2 separate regions of the Mus musculus genome follow, and region 2 is linked to region 1. The links are chromatin contacts, called in public promoter capture Hi-C maps. All regions are on one chromosome and are shown on one strand. The core of a region is the stretch at or near the end of the contact, and the rest is flanking DNA. Distances in the headings are between cores, read along the strand shown.

What was found. Promoter capture Hi-C pulls out the DNA fragments that hold promoters and counts their contacts.
Region 2: a contact with region 1 is called in a promoter capture Hi-C map of neural stem cells. The contact joins the enhancer-like site here to the promoter of Saa3 in region 1. A contact is called at or near these places in 11 of 39 promoter capture datasets (the 3T3-L1 cell line, 3T3-L1-derived adipocytes, the C10 cell line and 6 more), 2 of 15 datasets of contacts at CTCF or cohesin (large pre-B cells and pro-B cells), 6 of 484 Hi-C or Micro-C datasets (cardiomyocytes, cerebellum, embryonic stem cells and 2 more), 8 of 115 datasets of contacts at active chromatin or transcription factors (the NIH/3T3 cell line, the SCID.adh cell line, T-cell acute lymphoblastic leukemia and 5 more) and 2 of 9 other capture datasets (adipose tissue and liver).

Annotation. Positions count from the first base shown.
Region 1 is chr7:46,713,460-46,717,744 of GRCm38.p6, reverse strand. Saa3 (serum amyloid A 3) reads left to right here and starts at 2,069. Exons shown (of 4, transcript NM_011315.3): 1 at 2,069-2,098; 2 at 2,641-2,735. The coding sequence starts at 2,645.
Region 2 is chr7:46,282,220-46,286,833 of GRCm38.p6, reverse strand. Otog (otogelin) reads right to left here. Exons shown (of 56, transcript NM_013624.2): 32 at 2,924-3,091; 33 at 1,662-1,940; 34 at 971-1,088; 35 at 8-87. Among named protein-coding and RNA genes, the nearest start is that of Otog, 44 kb to the right of the region's middle. Within about 2 kb of position 2,998, at least 8 of the 459 cell types and tissues checked have an H3K27ac peak or open chromatin away from gene starts, as enhancers often do. A contact at or near this core is called in neural stem cells, where this site is marked.

The DNA of each region.
Region 1 (4,285 bases), core at 820-3,319:
ACTTCAGATTTCACGAAGAATCAATAAAAAGCTTAAAAGAATTCTCAACGGATTAGTTAAACCATTGTTAGTAAAGAAAAAGTCCATGCAAATTGCTTTTCTTAATGTGTAGGAAAAATACTCACTTGCCTTCTATCAAAGAAGGGGGTTGGGGCTGGAGAGATGGGTCAGCAGTTAAAAGCACTCGCTGGTCTACCAGAGGACCTGGGTTTAATTCCCAGTACTCATGGTAGCTCACAACTATCTATAACTCCAGTTCCAGGGGCGCTGACATCATTTTCTGACCTCTACAGGCACCAGGCATTCATGTGGGTCACATGCATCCATTTGGGCAAAATACACATAAAATAAAGCCAGGTTAAAAAGGGACGAGAGGGAGGGGGGAGACGGGGAGGAGGAGGGGGAGAAAGGGGAAGGAGGAAGGGGAAGGGGGGATGAGAGGGGTTTGAAAAAGTAGATACTTGGGAGGTGAGTTTTGAGTCTAAAGTGGCTGAGGAAGTCAATACATAATCCCGGAACCAAATGTTTATGCCTAGGAAGTCAGAACAAAGGAGGCGGCAGGTTTCACACACAGTTCTCTGTGAAGCACTTCCCCAAAGAGGTTTGCAACCAGGGCTTGTGGGAAGTTGTAGCTGCTTACTGCTAGGACAACGTGAGCCAAGCCAGCCACGGAAGAATCTTTTTCCTAAGCCAAAGGCAGCTTGGGCAGTGTCTTGGCTGAGGACCAAGGGACGAAAATCTTTGAACAGTTTTTTTTCCCTTTCAGTCACAGAGCTCAAAATAACCAAAATAAAGGCCAAATCTAGGAAGAGGCATTTTTTTCTTTTCAAGGCTTTAATGTATGACAACAATTCTCTAACATGGTGTCCACGCTTGGTCTGCTCCATCCTGCGTCACATGTATCAATGTCTGCCACAGCACCATAGCATCCTCTGGCCTGTAGTATGACTGAAAGTTCTACACGCTCATTTTTCTAGGCTGTTACTTCTTCTTCTCGGGTATTATTCACCACCTTCCAGCTTACGAGGTTTATCTACATCAACTTGTATCTCCAACGAGATAGCCACAGTTCTCTTCTTGGTAGCAAACAACTTGGGGAACACCCCTGAGCTATTGCCTCCTGGGTGGGCTCTTTTTAGCCCCTCTGCTTTCCTCTGCTTCCAGCCCAGGGCTCTTAGAGCAGGAGGCCAAATGTGATACCTTCACCACACCTACCACGTCGCAGCTATACCGTCCTTCTTTCTCTAGGGAACTCAATACATTTAATTTTTCTTTTGCGTAAAGGGGTGGGGATAGTAAAGGAGAGAAGACCATGGTCTGAATGGCTTTCTTATAAGATAAACTCCCACGGCAAAACCTAGAGCTGCTTTTCTGGCTCTAGCAGCTGTTTCCTGATGTCATTTCCCAGCATTCCTGTGTCTCCTCTTGCCACTTTCTGCCTGAATCCATTGTTAGGATAATTTAGCATCCAGGGAGCCTTCCTCATCTTTATGGTGTGTTATTTCTTTGTGACTTTGAAGCAAATTGTTTTATTGTTTAGTGTCCCTGGTTAATCAAAGTCTCTAGATTTCGTCTGCTCCCTGACCTTCCATAGCAATATGGAGTATACTGGAGTCTGGAGATCTTCCGCAGCGTTGGGTGCTAAATGCCAGCTTCTGCCTCCCATCCTCCTGTTCCCTAAGGCTCCAGCTTAAACCTGAACTGAGCTTTGAAAGGGCATTAGCTTAGCCTTTGGATTGGATCCCATGATTTATCACACATTCATATTTTTCTTTCTAATATTGCTCCCCCCCCCCAAGAAACTGGATATAAAGCATTTGTCTTGATTATTTCCAACCAGGATGGCGAAGACTTCAGAAAGTCCTAACTGGCCACATTTCTGGAAATGCCTAGATGGCGCAATCTGGGGAAAGAAGATGTACATGAAGGAAAAGTTATCTTCTGAAAGAGAAATTATGGGTAAGTGGGATTATGCAAGATCAAACAGGGATTGCTCCATTAGTGGAGTGACAGTATATATAGATATCCTCGGCCACATCTCCTCAGCAAAGGACAGAAGCCACTCACCTGGGGTCCCAGAAGGAGCTCGCAGCACGAGGTGAGTTGCCAGAACTTTCCAGCATTTCCTCTTTGCAGATTCTTTTCCCCGCCAGCATTTGCTTGTTGTGTTTAATGTTCTATCTCTATCCTGAATCCACTAGATGGTTAGAATTCACTGGATATTATGCTTTCTGCATGGAACTTGTAGTGTGCTTCTGTGTGAATTCAGGGAAGGGTGCAATAGCCTTCTACAGATAGAATGCAGGGAGCTATGTTGGTTAGAAAGCCCCCACATAGCCCTCTGGAAACTTCCTTTACAGTTGGGTTTCAGCTGGCATGATTGGAGTGCAATGTGCTTTATATTAATGGTCCATTTGCAAACCCTTAGATAGTGGGATTCTAATGAAATACAAGGAAATGGAGAACTAGAGAGTTCCCTGAAATCCCCTTACCTATAATCTTTGTTTGTATGTGTGTGGGTTTATGTATGAAATCCAGTGGGGTTTGTTACCAGTGTGCAAGGATAGATAGCTCAGCACTGCAGAAGCATCCTCCACCCCACGAAATGGCATGCTCATCTTTGTTTTCCTGGCCCTATAGCAGGATGAAGCCTTCCATTGCCATCATTCTTTGCATCTTGATCCTGGGAGTTGACAGCCAAAGATGGGTCCAGTTCATGAAAGAAGCTGGTCAAGGTAGGCTTCAAGGATGGGGGCTGGAGGTTGTATTTCTGAGTTTTAAGAATTTACTTGAGCAGGGACCACATAATCAAGGGCAAACATGCTTGTAAAATCCCCATAGAGTGGCGGTGTAGCTCTTCCTGAGAAGTTTGTAGCTTTTTTGCTCAGTGTTGACCTTTTTCTGTGAGGATCCCAAATCTCAGATCCTGTAATGTTTGTACAGCAGTCTTTCCACGGGAATGTAGGTGAAATCTGTAGGTCAAAGATGTAGACTCCCCAATAGAAGTGGGGAAGAGGCCTCTACTGCCCCCTTGTGGAGAGTGATGAGCAGTTCACGTCTATATCTGGTTCCAGGGAAGGTGCGGAGGGGGAAAACCGGGGCAGCAGGTGACAACCCACAGAGACAGCAAACAAGGCTAATTAAGTTTGCCACACAGAGTGGGCATTGTCCAAGGAGCATAATGTATGGAAATGAATTCCATACATTAAAATTAATCTTGTGGCGTAGGTGTCACTACTACCCTTTAAGGAAACCAATGTACAAAGAGCATACGTAAGCTATCTTACTTAGAAAACCCCTGGAAGAGCAGAATTTAGCCCAGGTTAGCCACTATACAGCTCTGAGCACACACTTACTTATTTACCTGAGAAGGAATAGATCATGGCACGGGTGGAAGGCAGCTCCACCGTCAACAGGAGACAGTGACTTACTTACCTGGGACATAGGTCTATTATTGAGGCTGAGACATAGACAAGAAACTGTCATCAAGGGAAATATAGCCCACCAGCCATAAGACAACAAAAGACAGTCAGTCAGTCAGACTCTTTCTTTCTTTCTTTCTTTCTCTCTCTCTCTCTCTCTCTCTCTCTCTCTCTCTCTCTCTTTCTTTCTTTCTTTCTTTCTTTCTGATAGAATTTCTCTGTGTAACCGAGCCCTGGCTGTCCTGGACTCACCTTGTAGACCAGGGTGGCCTCCCATTCACAGAGATCCATCTGCCTCTGCCTCCTGAGTGCTGGGATTAAAGGTGTGTGCCACCACAACTCAGCCTCACAATGAAAGTTAAGAGAACCTAGGCTTCCCCTTTCTCCCTAACTCACTACCTTTGATATTTCCCATTTATCATTAGCTGGATCTGATTCCTTCAGTGTGCAGCTCACTCTCCTGGTCCTTAGTTTAGATCTTCCTTCTGTTTGTGGCACCGTCCTGAGGAGCAGGGGGGCGGGGCGGTAGTAAATGAGCAGAGGGGGCAGGGGGCGGGGCGATAATAAATGAGCATTTTCCACGGACTTCCTCGTGCGTTTCCCTCAGCTTTTCTGCATAAGCACCATGGTGGATAGCACTCTTCCCTGTTCCTGGAGAGGAGGTAGGGGTTTTAAACCTAGTGTGTCCATTGCCACCAGAGTGTCAATCATCCTGCTTGTGGCAGTCTGTGGCAGAGACGTTCCCCTTGTTACCTCTGAAGGAGTGCTGAGAACTGCTTGGGGGAAATAGATCCTGGACATCCAGGTGGACTCAGAACAGAGCTGCGCTCACTCTCTCTGCCTGGAGAGCAGTTTCTCCCATT
Region 2 (4,614 bases), core at 1,749-4,248, 430 kb after region 1:
CGCTTACAGTCTTCCAGGTAGACACATCTCTGTGTGACTTCATCCAGGACCTTAGGAGTGGGACACACAGGGACACAGCCTTCTACCCTAAGGACAGAGCAGGGGGCTAGCTAGTGACCAGAACATGGATAGAACACAGGCCCCATCATCTGTATGGCACACGTGTAAATGCATGCTTATCATACACACCCTCATGGGAAGCTCTACAGACACCTGTCACACACATGTACACTAGCACCTGTGCCCATGTATGTGAGCCTCATGCTCTTGTTTCCTGGCCAGCAGGGAGACACGTATGAACAGTGTGTGGCTCTGTGCACTCCTGTCCACAGGATCAGACTCTCTGCAAGGCCCGTTCCCGCACAGCCCACAGGCTCTTTCTAAGGCTGTCAAAAAAGCTAAAACATAGACCCAGTGCACACATACATATACACCTATGTAGATGCCCACAGATACCAGTTTACACACCCCTGTGATATTCTCAACCACGCTCAACTGCATATAATCAGCTCACACAGATGTGTGAATATGGCCATATACAGCCCATACCTAGTTAGTACATACAAGCACACAGTCAAGCTATATGCACTCCGTGCACCAGTATACAATATGAATATATCACATTTATATGGGGCATGCACATACTTTTGTGATTGGAATCTGAATGTCCCCCATAGAGTCACTGCTGTGCCTCCACACAACAATGGACTGGGTCCTTTTTTTAAACTGTGTCCCCAAATAAACCCTTCCCTGCCCCCTTAAGCTTCTCTTGTCAGCCATTCTGTCACGTGAGAAAAATGGCTAAGACATACACAAAGGCACATTTCCCTGACACAGACACACTCCCATACTCATCTTAGAACACACTCTGGCACCCACCCACACAAGGGTCTGTCTACACATGTGCTCGCAGGTGCGCTCAAACTGTCTCAAAGGCGTTGACGTCGTGCCCACGACCGCCTGGTCTCACCTGGGCACATCCTGGCAGCTGGTTGCCCGTGGGTCCCGGCAGGTTTGGAAACAGGGGCTAGCACAGGCATCGTAGCGCCACTCACAGGTGGGGTAGGCAGCCCCCAAAGGCTTGGCATCTAGAAAGACAATCCCCTCCAAGTCTCTGGACTGAGAGAGGCTGAACACTAGTGCCCAGAATTATCCCAGCTCAGCCCTGTGGTGAGGGCATGTAAGTACACCCAGAAAAAAAGAGAGAGAGAGAAAATAAGAAGTGAGTTTAAGCAGGCTGCATCCATGACAACTGGGGACATGGTCTGGAGAGCCTGCTAGCTTCTCAGCCCTGAGTCCCCACGGGTGTACCTTAAACTCCTAGGGATGGGGACAATATGTACCCTCGGCAGGAAACAGAAGCCAGGCGCACTATGAGCCTCCAGCAGGCTCACGGTTCCTCTCACTTTCACACAGACTGTCTATTTTTACACTACAAGAGTGACTTAGGTCTCAGTCCATCCTGCCACCACTCCCTGACCTGCCAGCATGGAGATCAGACCACCTCCTGTTCCAGGGGTAAACCCCAGGGAGCCCTCCACCTTTGTCAAAAGGCTGAGATTTTTGCCCTCTGGGGAAAGAGAAGAGGAGAGAGGGCAGGGAATGCCACCGAGTGAGGCAGAAGCCCCAGATCCAAGAACGATGCCCCGGCAGACCCTTACCCAGAAGGCGGAAGAGCGCACCACCACGAAACACCTCCGTGTGTTCGTATGCCCGCAGTGCCAGCTCAAGGCCTGATGAGTGGAGGAAGGAGCCAGGCTTTGCCAGGGACTCCAGAGCCACCAGGCCAGCCTGCCATGTCCCCCGGTGCAGCGAGAAGGAAGCGTGCTGATGGAAGGCCTCATCGCGCTGCCACTTAGCCAGCCCTATAGAGCCATTGGCTGTGGTGTGCAGGAAGAAGTTGGGTCTGTCAGCCGCCTCCAGGGACACCACGTCAGGGTCTGCAGAGCCACAGGAGTTAGTTAGGTCAGCATGCAGAGAGAACAGATTTGGGGATACTGCATGCCAGCATGTGTGCTCTCACACTCAGTGGCTGGGATGACAGGTTCCTGGGGACTAGCTGGACCCTGCTCCCCTGTTGCTTCTCCCTCCCACTCACGGGCCACCCTCTGGTCATCGTCTCTGTGGACGGAGGCGGGAGGTTACAGAAGGCCTCAGCTGCCTCTGTCTTCTGTCCTGTCTCTCCTCCTTTTCCACCAGAAAGCCTTGCCTGTCCTGGGGCCTGCTCTGCTTGGCACCAAACAGATAGGAATGGTCCTTCTACAGGGGGACAGTCCACTGAGCATAGAGAACAAGTGGATCCGGTGATTCCAGAAACTCAGCAGTCTCATAATATGTAACCGTCTCCATTTCTTCCTGTCACAGGAATCCCTTATCCCAGGAGGCCCTAAGCTGCCCCGACGGGCAGACCCCACATCTGACTCTAAAGTCGTCTCTTTCTTGCTGATGTGTACCATAGGACTGGAACTCCTGCTGGACAGTGACTGTGTCCCTTAATGTCTCTGGTTCCTGTGCTTGCCCTGTGCTTAAGACTCAGTGAGAGGGAGAAAGGAGGAGAGAAGAAGGAGGAAAAAAAAGGGGAGGGGCAAAGAGAGGGGGAGGTGAGGGGAAAAGAGAGAGGAAGGGAGCAAGGAGGGGAGAGAAGCCGGAAGCCGGAAGAGAAAGGAGAGTAGATGCTGACCCCAGGATTTGGGATTTTCGTTACAACAATAGTCTGGCTGAGGGTGGGGATGGGGAAAACCTGTCTCAGTCCCATCGTAGGCAGTTTGGGGTCACAGAGGTAAAAAAAAAAAACTAGTCAGAACTAGAAACAACAAGTGGGATTGGAGCCCTGTGGGTGGCTGCAGGCTTCAGCGTCCCCCACACCCCCATCAACACCGCCTTTTCTGAGACGGCTGGACAGGAGCCAAAGGGTGGGCCTTACCATGGGCCTTGGCCTTGTACAGAGCAGCTGTCAGCAGGAAGCTTGAAATGTCCCCTGGCGCCAGATCCTCTGCCCTCACAAGGGCTATGTCACTGTCTACTGCCTTCGTGGCCACAAGAGTACCGCCAGCCGCCACACTGGACAGCTGGTAGGGACCCTTACCTAGCGCTGGAGAGAAAAGTCTCTGTCACAAGTGTCACCGCCAACTCACATGTACTGATCAGAAGTTCTGATCAGAAGTTCAGAAGAGTCAGGGTGCTGGAGAGGGCCTCTTGATGGCTTACAGGAGCCTTAGTAGATCTGAAGAGACAGGATCCCCAGGCTAGCAGTCCCAAAGGAGACAGACCCTCCCTCTGTGCTTAAGCCATTGCACAGGGAGCCCATGACAGTCACCTCTGAAAGCATGGGCCATTACCATAGCAGACATTGTTTTGTCAGAGTTGCCTTTGGGAAAATACAATACACTGGTCTCTGCCCACCTCGTCCTGAGGGATGACAGTCAAGAGCCCAGAGCTCAGTTTGTATCTGTGTATTTCATACACATGTCTTGTTTGTGTTTGGAGGAGATGGAGCTGTGGGTAGAGGGTGGAAGGCATGTAGGTGTCCTAGACATTTGTGACAGCTCAATAAATGGTTTTCCTGCCTCTGCTGTGTCCCATAGGTGTCTGGGTCACCTTCCTAGAAACTGTCCCCTGTGGCTTTCCTCATCCCCAAGACAGAGTCTTAAGAGCACAGCTTTAATTCAGGGCTCTGCCATACTGGACCCCTGCTTTGCCCTCTACCCCACAAGGGGTCCTGTCACACTGGAATTCCTTCCTGTTTCACTGGAGGAGCCACATGCCTGTCCTAGCTCATCTCTGCCACACGGTCCCACTCCTCCCGCCGAGAAATCCTCCTCCTTCTGCGCCTGAAAGACACCTACCCAGTCCCTGGGGACCAGCTCATTTGTCACCTCCTTTGAGCTGTTCTCCCTGCATACCCTCTTCTCCACACCCTACCAGCCCCAGAAGCAAATGCACACCAGTCACAGCTCTGTGCTGTGGCTCTGAACTGGGCTTTCCCATCTGTATCCTTCATTAGAAAGCAGACAGTGTGCTGTGCTGGTAAATGATCAGCAAACAGCTCCCCCAACACAAACAAACAAGCAAACAAAAAGCAGTGTGCCACACTGGCTGGTTTCAATGGGGTGGACACTCAAAGCCAGTTTCAACAGACTCAGGGTTCAGAGCTCGCACATGATGCTGGGACACTCCCCTGTACCTCTGCAAGGGTCCTCTTTCCCAGAACCCCATGAGGTCTGGGCCACAGAAGATGCTGGGAGAAAAACCGAGGCAAGGACTGGGCGAGTGGGAGGGAGGGTGGGTGGAGGATGCTAGAAGCAGCTTGTCCTTTGCCAGTTACTAACACCCCAAATGCCGCAGAGGAGAGAACTGCTCAGAACGGTGCTGCTGAAATGTCTCGCCTGATGTCACAGGGATGCTTCTGTCCCTGGGAACGAAGCTCTCCTTTCAGAGTCATCCCTTTGGGCACTGAAGATCCAGGGCCATCAGCAGCCCCTTGGAGCTACCATTGACAGGACTGGGCTGGTCCAGCCGCCATCTATGGATCCCTAGTCTTCTCTCTGTGTCCTTTCCACCAGGGACACATGGCTATTAATGTATGATGCTGGCTGCCAGGCTCTCCCAGCATCC